Regions from separate parts of the Culex pipiens genome. Here region 1 is linked to region 2. Evidence: chromatin contacts called from public Hi-C data. All regions are on one chromosome and are shown on one strand. Each heading gives the region's core, a stretch centred on a gene start, on an enhancer-like site or on the middle of the called end of the contact. The rest is flanking DNA. Distances are from core to core; before and after follow the strand shown.

Region 1 (5,102 bases), core at 1,917-4,416, 230 kb before region 2:
TAAACGTGTAAACATGCTTTAAAGATTTAAAGATATTATTTATGAAGAAAGGTTAATTTTGACGAGAATTCTGAAATTCCTAGGGATTCACTTTCATTTTTTACAAAATTTGAAGATTTCAACAGGCAGGATATATATTTTTGAGAATATGAAGGATAAATCATAAAAAATTACATAAAAAAAAAAAACAAAAATTATATACATTTCTGGAGAATGTCATTATAAGAAATGGGCGTTTTAGCAGAATGGCATTTTGGAGAATGGGAAAGAACCAAAAACTATTTTTCCCTTAATAGAGGATTAATGAATTTTAATCAAAATTACATCAAGTCTTTCTTGTTACAATGCTTGTATTTATTTAATCTTTTGAGAAAACGATCGTTTAAAAACATATTCAATCAATTTCTTCGTGTTATCTTGCATATTGTTCATTGTCATATTTATTTAATTACAAATTTCTATTTTTCACCATTTTCAGATAAACCGCAAGCGGCGCGTCCACTTCAACTCGTTCATGACGGACGTCCACACCAAGATCCACGAGATCAAGTCGAAGCAGGTGCGCGACGTCTCCAGCACCAAACCCCAACCCTTCGATCCGATCAAACCGGTGGCGGAGATCATCACCGCCGACTCGTGGCTGATTTGTTTCGACGAGTTTCAGGTAATGCTGAATTGGGGACTACCAACAGAGTTGACGAGCCCCAAACTGATAAGCTGAACCTGTTTTAGGTCACCGACATTGCGGACGCGATGATTCTCAAGCGGCTGTTTACGTATCTGTTTGATAGCGGCGTAATCGTGGTAGCAACGAGCAATCGAGCCCCCGACGACCTGTACAAGAACGGGCTACAGCGGTCGAACTTTGTGCCGTTTATTGGGGTGCTGAAGAGCCACTGTAACGTGGTTACGTTGAGCAGTGGGGTGGACTACCGGACGGCGACCCTGAAGGGCGAAGGGATGCACTATTTTGTGTAGGATTTGATTGGGAAGTTTTTGATTTTCAAAGTTACATGAGGATATCTTGAAATTTTTCAGAAAATCTGAAGGAGATGCCGATGGTGCTATGGATAAAATTTTTAAGGTGTTGTGTTCCCAAGAGAACGACTTGATTCGACCAAAAACGTTCACACATTTTGGTCGTAACATATCATTCGCCAAGACCTGCGGACAAGTTTTGGACAGCACATTCGACGAGCTGTGTGATAGAGTAAGCACTACTTGTACCATGTGACATTCTCCCCAACTCTCTACCGTATTTGTAAACTTGCAGCCGCTCGGAGCTTCGGACTACCTTCAAATCACGCAATTTTTCCACACCGTACTGATAAGGGATATTCCGCAGCTGAACTTGAAACTCAAATCGCAAACACGACGCTTCATCACGCTGATTGACACGCTGTACGACAGCCGGGTTCGGGTGGGTGTCACTAATCCATGAACTTGAAATCAACGTAGATAAGCTCTACAAATTTACTTTCAGCTCGTCGTCTCCTCGGACGTTCCGTACAAGTTCCTCTTTTCGAACGAAAAGCCCGACGACATTCACACCTCGGACGAGCACCGGATGTTGATGGACGACCTCAAGATCACCAAGGATTCACAGGATGCGAGCTCGAACATCTTCACCGGCGACGAGGAGGCGTTCGCTTTCGAGCGAACCGTGTCGCGGCTGGCCGAGATGCAATCCGCGGAATATTGGTCACTGTGGGAGAAGCATCGCTAAGTCTGAAGGACTGGTACTTAATGGAAGCTGCTGCACAAAGAGTATGTTTGTTTAGGGTAGAAGCGGAAATGATGCTTTACGCGATACGCTTTGGTTGTCGTGTTTTTAGGAGAACGCGAATACTAGTTAGTTAAGTGTCCTGTAAATATATTTATTTAAAATTTTAGGAAATGTAAAGAGAGAAGTATTAAATAAAAGCACAGCCAGTGCTTGGAGCGAAGCAGCATTTTATATATGGGTAATTCTCTACCAACTCACACGAAATCGGGAAAAGTTGCCCCGACCCCTCTTCGATTTGCGTGAAACTTTGTCCTAAGGGGTAACTTTTGTCCCTGATCACGAATCCGAGGTCCGTTTTTTGATATCTCGTGACGGAGGGGCGGTACGACCCCTTCCATTTTTGAACATGCGAAAAAAGAGGTGTTTTTCAATAATTTGCAGCCTGAAACGGTGATGAGATAGAAATTTTGTGTCAAAGGGACTTTCACGTAAAATTAAACGCCCGATTTGATGGCGTACTCAGAATTCCGAAAAAACGTATTTTTCATCGAAAAAAACACTAAAAATGTTTTAAAAATTCTCCCATTTTCCGTTACTTGACTGTAAAAAAATTTGGAACATGTCATTTTATGGGAAATTTAATGTTTTTTTCGAATCTACATTGACCCAGAAGGGTCATTTTTTCATTTAAAACAAAATTTTTCATTTTAAAATTTCGTGTTTTTTCTAACTTTGCAGGGTTATTTTTTAGAGTATAACAATGTTCTACAAAGTTGTAGAGCAGACAATTACAAACATTTTGATTTATAGACATAAGGGGTTTGCTTATAAACATCAAGAGTTATCGCGATTTTACGAAAAAAAAGTTTTGTCAAAGGGACTTTGGCTGACCATTTTATCCCGAAGTTTGGTTGAATTTGGTTGCCGGAGTCCCGAGTTATAATTACAAATGTTTACAGTAGTCGGGCATGTACGTGTGTCAAACGCGTTCTGACTAAAATCCCTTTGGTCAGTGGTCGCACTTACAGCAATTTTCAGGGTGTGTCAAGATAGCACGATCAGATCGAAACATTTTCCATTTGAAGAGTTTTTTCGGTTTTTATTGAATATCTAAACATTGAAATCGAATTTCTGTGAAGGTCAAAAGGTGAGGCATTGAAAGCTGCACAAAATGGCGTTCTTAACTCAATTCGGTCCAGAATCGACGTGCAACAAGATAGCACGATCACGTCGAATTGCAAAAGTATTAAACCCATTTTGAAATGAACAATAAAAAAACTCACCGAGGAAAACGTACGTATGAAATATTTCAAAGATTAATTCCAATTGAAATCAGTACAAACTCTGAAAGTATACCCCTCGTTCTACATATTTTGTTTTTTTTTCAACAAAACTGTTTGCTGAATAAAATTGAGCTGGCACCACTGAAACGTATGCTGTTTTTATTTCTCTCTAAATTGTCTCTCTAGTTGTAGCCGTAGCATCTTGTTATCAATTGCACTGTGTTGAACACTTTAATCAACGTTACTAAGCATTCCTTTTAAGTACACCTAATCTACCTCAAACTCAAACATGATTGTTAACAATGTAATTCCTTTCGGTAAGTCTTGATCTCCTCGAAACTAGACAAATCAACCAACTAACCATCCCATCTATCCTCCCAAGACCCCATTCCGCTGGAAAAGGTGTACGTCAATCTACGCAGCGTGGAACGCTCGGTTGACCTGCTGACATCGACACTTATCAAGCGACAATCGCCGGCTCAGCTGCTCCACTGGACACTCAAGGCGCTAAGCCTGACCGATTTGACGACGCTGAGCGGCGACGATACGCGAGCGAACGTCGAGCGGCTTTGCTTCAGGGCGGCCTATCCGTTTCCCGAACGACTGGCAGACCCCAAAGACTATGGCCAGGTTCATACGGCGGCGGTGTGCGTGTACCCGAGCCGGGTTGGCGATGCGTACAGGGCGCTGGGGGCGTTGAAGCGACTGGACCAGATTCAGATTGCCGCTGGTAGGTACTTGGTGTGATTGGAAGTAAAGATACTCATTTAATTTAATTCCCAGTGGCCACCGGATTCCCTTCGGGACAGTATCCGCTGCACTCGCGACTCGCGGAGATTACGTACGCCATCGAGCAAGGAGCGACCGAGATTGATATCGTAGTTGATCGGAGCCTGGTGCTGAACGGCAAGTGGAACCAGCTGTACGAGGAGATCGTCAAGATGCGTGAAGCTTGCGGCGACAAAGCGCATCTGAAGACCATTCTTGGTATTGGAGAGTGCGGAACCATGGTGAATGTGTACAAGGCGTCGATGGTGGCAATGATGGCGGGGTCTGACTTTATTAAAACGTCTACGGGGAAGGAAGCTGTGAATGCCACGCTGCCAGTTGGGTTGGTTATGATTCGTGCCATTCAGGAGTTTTACAGGTTGACGGGAAAGAAGATTGGCTTGAAACCTGCGGGTGGAGTTCGTACGGTGAAGGATGCCGTGGCTTGGATGATTATGATAAAGGAAACTCTGGGAGAGCAGTGGCTCACCCCGGAACTGTTCCGTTTTGGGGCGTCCGGACTGCTGGACGATGTCGAAAAGCAATATTACAGCCTTAGCAAGCAGCTACGTAAGTAAAAAGTACGTACACGTTGGTTGGAGAAATTTTATTTCTTTTTATTAAAAATTTGTACAATAACAATAAATAACTAGAAAAATTGCACACTCTTAGCTCTCGATCCGAAAGCCCTTTTCAGGGGACGAACTGTAGCTTACAGTTCGGAACTTTCCGCTCTTCATAAAGTATCCGTAGCGACCTCGCACGTTTCCGTGGTCGTCACGCTCCTCTACGTGAAACTGCCGATTCTTCCTGAAAACGAAACAAGAGATCGATTAGAAACATCCTTAACTCGTCACAAACACACACAAAAACAGATATCATTGCCACCAAACCACCACAAACGTGCCATTAGTCAAACCAGCCCAGATTTACCCGCTACCCGTGTCATATCCAAACGCATAACTGTCCGGCCCTTTGTGGCCGTGCAACTGATAATCAACTCGGGCACCTTCGTGTTCGTTCGGCAACCTCCGGGTGTTCTCGTCCACTCGTCGCTGCTGGCTCGGGAAGAACTCCCCGGTGTTCAGCTCCTCAGCGTGCAGCTCGCGCGACCTTCCCGAGGTAGCTTCCGCATCGGCATCCGCGGCCGTCAACCAGGCCGAAGCGAGCAGCTTGTCCAGATCAAGTCCGTCCAGGAAGTACGCCTCGTCGATCTCACCAGCATGCGGATTGTTCAGCCGCGACTTTTCGTTCTCGATCTTCTCGATGTTCTCGGCGCTCTTGATGTTCACCAGCTTCTGGTTCGGCACGTACTTCTTGCCCTT
Region 2 (4,942 bases), core at 266-2,765:
TATTTTATTTAATCGCCCAAACTTGAAATCCGAAGTAAACAGGAAGGAGAATCCCCCCGGTTTCCGGCACGTCAGTCCCCCGTTTATAGGCCCGTTATCGTGGTCAAAACGGGCCCAAAAGCGTGCCACAGACGGGCGTAACACAGCGGCCAAAATGCGTAACGCCCGCCTAAATGTTGCATTCTGGCACGCAATGGGCCACAACGAGGGGAAAAAACGGGCTGAAAATCGGGCCCGCTTTCAGGCAAAACGTCCCCGCTTTTTGGCCGTTTTCCGCCCATTTTTCTATGTGGGTCCGTTCGTTTTCCACATTCGTCACACGTTACTCTCAGGCGTTATTTTACATGAAGTCATTTTTTATGAAGTACTAGAATGGATCGTACTAGATTTAACAGGTAAAAAGATGAGGGTTCACAAAATTTATAAAAATTTATTTACACCCTCAAACAAAAAAATTGTAATTTATGTTGGTACTTCGGTTTGTGCCCTTCAAATACAAATTTACTATATTTCAAACTATGCTTAGTATTTTAAATGTTTAATATTTCGGATTATAGTCAATTTTTTTTTTCTTCGATCTAGAAAATAAGTTTATTACACAACAAACCCACATTACTCCCTACCAAACACCTTCGTAAAAGTTTTCTCATCGTAAACCTCCCCATACCGGTGCACAATCCGGTACACCTCGCCATCATCGTGATTCTTGATGGGAAAGTAAAACTTCAGCAGTGTCCGCTGCAGCTCCGACCGGGGCACGATGTTGTCCACCGGATAGATTCGATTCTGCCGCTTTCCGCCGGGATCCACGTACGATATTTTCACCTGCTTGCCCTCATCGTCGGTGTACACGTATCCGACCAGATTGTTCGTGAAATAGCTGAACGCCAGCAGGGTCAGGGTGGTTGTGAAGCCTGAAAGAAAGTTAAATTTTAGTTTTAAAGTTTCATCAAGATGTATGATTTCTCACCAACAGATCCGAAAACTTGCGCCGTCGTAACGGAGCAAATGTCCGCGTATGCCAGCGCCAAACAGGTGGGAACCGTTACCGCCGTGAGACCCGCCGGATACAGCTTCAACCGTTTGAAGGCCGCCGTCAGCATGATTCCCCGGAAGTGGTACAGGGTGTACCACTTGGTGGAATCTTCAATGTGCGACGGTGGTTCATTTTGCGAAACCTTTTCTGGCGCAGCTGGTTGTGATGATTTTGTGGAGCATTGTCGCACCAGTAGCCCAGGGGAGGAACGAAATGCCGGCGATGAAGTTGGTTTGAGCGCGAGTGAAATTCGTGACAGCGGGCAACTTCGGAGCACTTGTAACATTTTGAAGGCTTTTGTTAGGTAATCTTTGAACTTTTCAAACTACTTCCATCAAATATCTTCAAGTTATTTCACGAAAAATCAGAAAATTTTCAGAGCGAATTTTCAACACAAATTTTGCATGATGCAATGAAAGTGAGGTACTAGATTCAAAACAAACTAGGGAACTGTCAGATAATCAGCTGTTTGACTTTTGACAGTTCTCATTTTAAAAGCGCACGTGCGATTTGTTGACCAACGTTGTCGGTTCGGTTTGGTTGCAATTTTTTAAGTTTTTGAGGTGTAAAAAGTTGGAAAAGTTGTTAAAATGAGCGCCAAGATAAAGCTAAAGGAAGTGTAAGTATAGTTTAGAAATATTTCAACAGTTTACTGCTGTTTTTACTCTGTTACAGTCGTTCAAAAAATGCGTACCGTTTTTGCTTTTGATCCTCGTTTGTTTTGGTACAGTGAGACGCCAGTAAAGACGTTTATTTTTCAAAAAAAAGTTTTATCTGGAAAATTATTTTCTCAAAAAATCAATGCATTTTGAACCAAGCAATGCGTAATGCTTTTTCAGTTTTTTTTGCTTTTTCGGCGTTTTTGAAACCGCTTTGTGTTAGATGTATTCAAAAACATCCAAAACGCTAAAAATAACAATTTTGTTTATTAGACCCTTTCAAAAAAGTTGATATATTAATATATTCAAAGTTTTTGACACTTACATTTACTCAAAAATCAGGGGAAATTAAAAAAAAATACCTTAGCATAAATATGCAGAAATTAAGTTTTTGTCCTCCAATGTACAAGCTTTTCTTAAAATAAAAGAGGAAAAACATGAATTATTTCTAATCTTGACATTCCCAATCAAAACATTATTTACATATAAAACAGTAATAAATAAACGTTTATTTTGCCCTTTTAGACCAAATGAGTCACTTTCGCCATTTAACGAATTTAGAGACGTAACAACTCAAGAAAAAAAATCATTTCTTTATAGAAATTCTGGAATCATTTGTCAGTAAAATGACCGTTATCACTATTTAAACATTTGTGATTCTTTTTGCTAAATTAAAAAATGGATCTTTAAAATGTGTTTTAGTGTTGGTACAAAATATTTATGAAATAACTTTATAAATATTTTTTGTTAGGTTTTTTGTCGTTTGCGAATCTACTGTTTTTTTTTTAATTCAATTAATTATATAATTTGACCTTTCAATTTAAGCTCTTTATTAAATTTTATGTAAACATATTTCTGATTTTTTTTTAGAAAAGGTCCAATAAACATATGAAACACAATAGCTTATAGGACCTTATCAAAAAAATACTCTAGATTTGATAATTCTCTGACTGTTTGAAAAACACATAATTCATTAAAAAAAATTAATTGATGCGCTTGGAGCGTATAGATTTTGATTCTTATTTGTCAATTTTCAATTTAGTTTTAACGTCTCCTCAATTTTGTGCTCCCACAGTTACGAGGTCCAGAACCAGTACAAGGCGTTCTACACCGGCGGCACCGTCCAGTGGTCCCCGAACGGGCAGGAACTGCTGTGCCAAAACTCGGGCGCCATCAATCTGATCTCCGTCAGCGATGAGTCCTCGGAACCGGTCATTTTCGGCGCAAATCCTTCAACAAGCAGCGCCGGCGACGACAACGACGGAATCGCCGAAGACTCGGTCTACACATTCGCGCTGGCCAACAGTGGCGAGCACGTCGTTTCAGCGCATCGATCGGGGCTGCTTCGGATGTGGGACGTCGCGAGCAGGAAGGTTGTCAAGATGTGGCGCGGGCTGCACCAGGGACCGACGACGCGGTTGGCGTTCAGCGCCGGGGATCAGCTGGTGGCGAGTGGCGGGACGGACACTACGGTGCGCATTTGGGACCCGATGCAGCAGGTTTGCGTGGGGACACTGCGCGGGTGCGTTGGGGTTGTTAGTTTGCTGGTGTTTCATCCGGACGAGGAGCGGAAGGTTATTTTGGCGGCCGGGGATGACGTGAAGATTTATGCTTGGAACTACGAGACGCGCGAGTTGGTGAAGACGTTCGCGGGGCACTTTTCTAAGGTGACCGCGGTGTCGTTCTCGAACGATAGGAAGTTTTTGGTCTCGGCTGGGCGGGACAAGATATTGGTTCTGTGGGATTACGAAACGCAGCAGTCGGTCAAGACGATTCCGGTTTACGAGAGCTTGGAGAGCGTGATTGTACTTCCTGATGGTATTCGGGTGAACGGACAGAAGCTGAAAAAGGGTAAGATTTATGCGGCTTGTGCTGGCGAGGAAGGTTTGATCAAGGTGTGGGAGATGACCGAGACGGCGATCGTCTTCAAGCAGAGCAACAGCTTGGTGACCAAATCCGCGGAAGAAGGTGGCCTCGCCATCACGGAGATGCTGCTGAACCGGCAGACGTCGCAACTGGCCGTGGTCAGTGCCGATCACAACATCATCATTCACGACCTGGAAACGTTCGACTGCTTCAAGCAGCTGTCCGGGTTCAGCGATGAAATTTTGGATTTGATCCTGTTTGGAAAGAAGGATCGCTTCCTCGGAATGGCCACCAACAGCAACGATTTCAAAGTGTACGACACCACGACCATGAACTGCCAGCTGGTCAAAGGTCACACCGATATCGTCCTGTCCCTTTCGGCTAACGACAAGTTCATGCTTTCGTCTTCAAAGGACAACTCGATCCGTTTGTGGCAGTACAACGGGACCAAGTTTGAAATTAACTGCGTGGCGATCGGGCTGAAGCACACCAACGCCGTCGGAAGCGTCTCGTTGAGCAAGATTTCCGGCATGTTTTGCGCCAGCGTCAGTCAGGATCGCTGCTTAAAGGTTTGGAAGATCCCGAAGGAGTTCAACCAAACAAGCGACGAGAAGGAACTGACCCGTCTGAACTGCACTCTGACCGAGTTGGCCCACGAAAAGGACATCAACTGCGTGAGCATTTCCCCGAATGACCGTCTGCTGGCAACCGGTTCGCAAGACAAAACCGCCAAGCTGTGGGACGTGAGCAACCTCAGTCTGGTGGGCGTTTTTCGAGGTCATAAGCGAGGAATTTGGGCGGTTCGTTTCTCGCCCATCGATCAGATTCTCCTGACAAACGCGGCGGATTGTTCCATCAAGCTGTGGTCGCTGACGGACATGACCTGCCTAAAGTCCCTCGAAGGGCACGAAAGTTCCGTGCTGCGCGTCGAGTTCCTCTCCAACGGAATGCAACTCATCTCAGCTGGAGCGGACGGTTTGCTGAAACTCTGGTCCATCAAGAGTTCCGAGTGCATTCAAACGCTGGACAAGCACGAGAGCCGCATTTGGGCGCTTTGCGTGACCGAGGACGAGACCATATTCTACAGTGGCGGTTCCGACTCGCAGCTAATCAAGTGGAAGGACGTAACGGACGAAAAGCGGGACCGGGAAATGACCGAGCGCAAGGACATGCTGCTCCAAGAGCAGGAACTCAACAATCTCGTCAACGACAAAAAGCTCCTGAAAGCGCTCCGTCTCTCCCTCAACCTGAACCGACCCCTAATGACGCTCAAGATCATCAACGCCGTCATAAAAGCCCAAGAGCAAGGACTCCCCGAAACCGTCCAAAAGCTCTCCAACGACCACAAGGAAACCCTGCTGAAGCACGCCATCGAGTGGAA

The links. Hi-C and Micro-C count contacts between places; a contact is called where the count stands out from the background.
Region 1: a Hi-C map of embryo shows a contact between it and region 2, with 4 times the contacts expected there. The contact joins the promoter of LOC120419842 here to the promoter of LOC120427330 in region 2. A contact is called at or near these places in 2 of 3 Hi-C or Micro-C datasets (embryo and whole body).

What each region holds. Positions count from the first base shown.
Region 1 is chr2:51,972,248-51,977,349 of TS_CPP_V2, reverse strand. LOC120419842 (deoxyribose-phosphate aldolase) reads left to right here and starts at 3,166. Exons shown (of 3, transcript XM_039582677.2): 1 at 3,166-3,326; 2 at 3,392-3,739; 3 at 3,793-4,436. The coding sequence starts at 3,299. The coding sequence ends at 4,355. LOC120419843 reads right to left here. Exons shown (of 3, transcript XM_052707519.1): 2 at 4,711-5,102; 3 at 4,370-4,587. The coding sequence ends at 4,446. LOC120419856 (putative ATPase N2B) reads left to right here. Exons shown (of 6, transcript XM_039582693.2): 2 at 479-664; 3 at 733-974; 4 at 1,039-1,210; 5 at 1,274-1,420; 6 at 1,484-1,939. The coding sequence ends at 1,726.
Region 2 is chr2:51,743,506-51,748,447 of TS_CPP_V2, reverse strand. It overlaps LOC120427330 (transducin beta-like protein 3), which reads left to right and starts at 1,515. Exons shown (of 2, transcript XM_039592179.2): 1 at 1,515-1,655; 2 at 2,771-4,942. The coding sequence starts at 1,627. LOC120427331 (transmembrane protein 186) reads right to left here and starts at 1,451. Exons shown (of 2, transcript XM_039592180.2): 1 at 971-1,451; 2 at 584-914. The coding sequence starts at 1,322. The coding sequence ends at 613.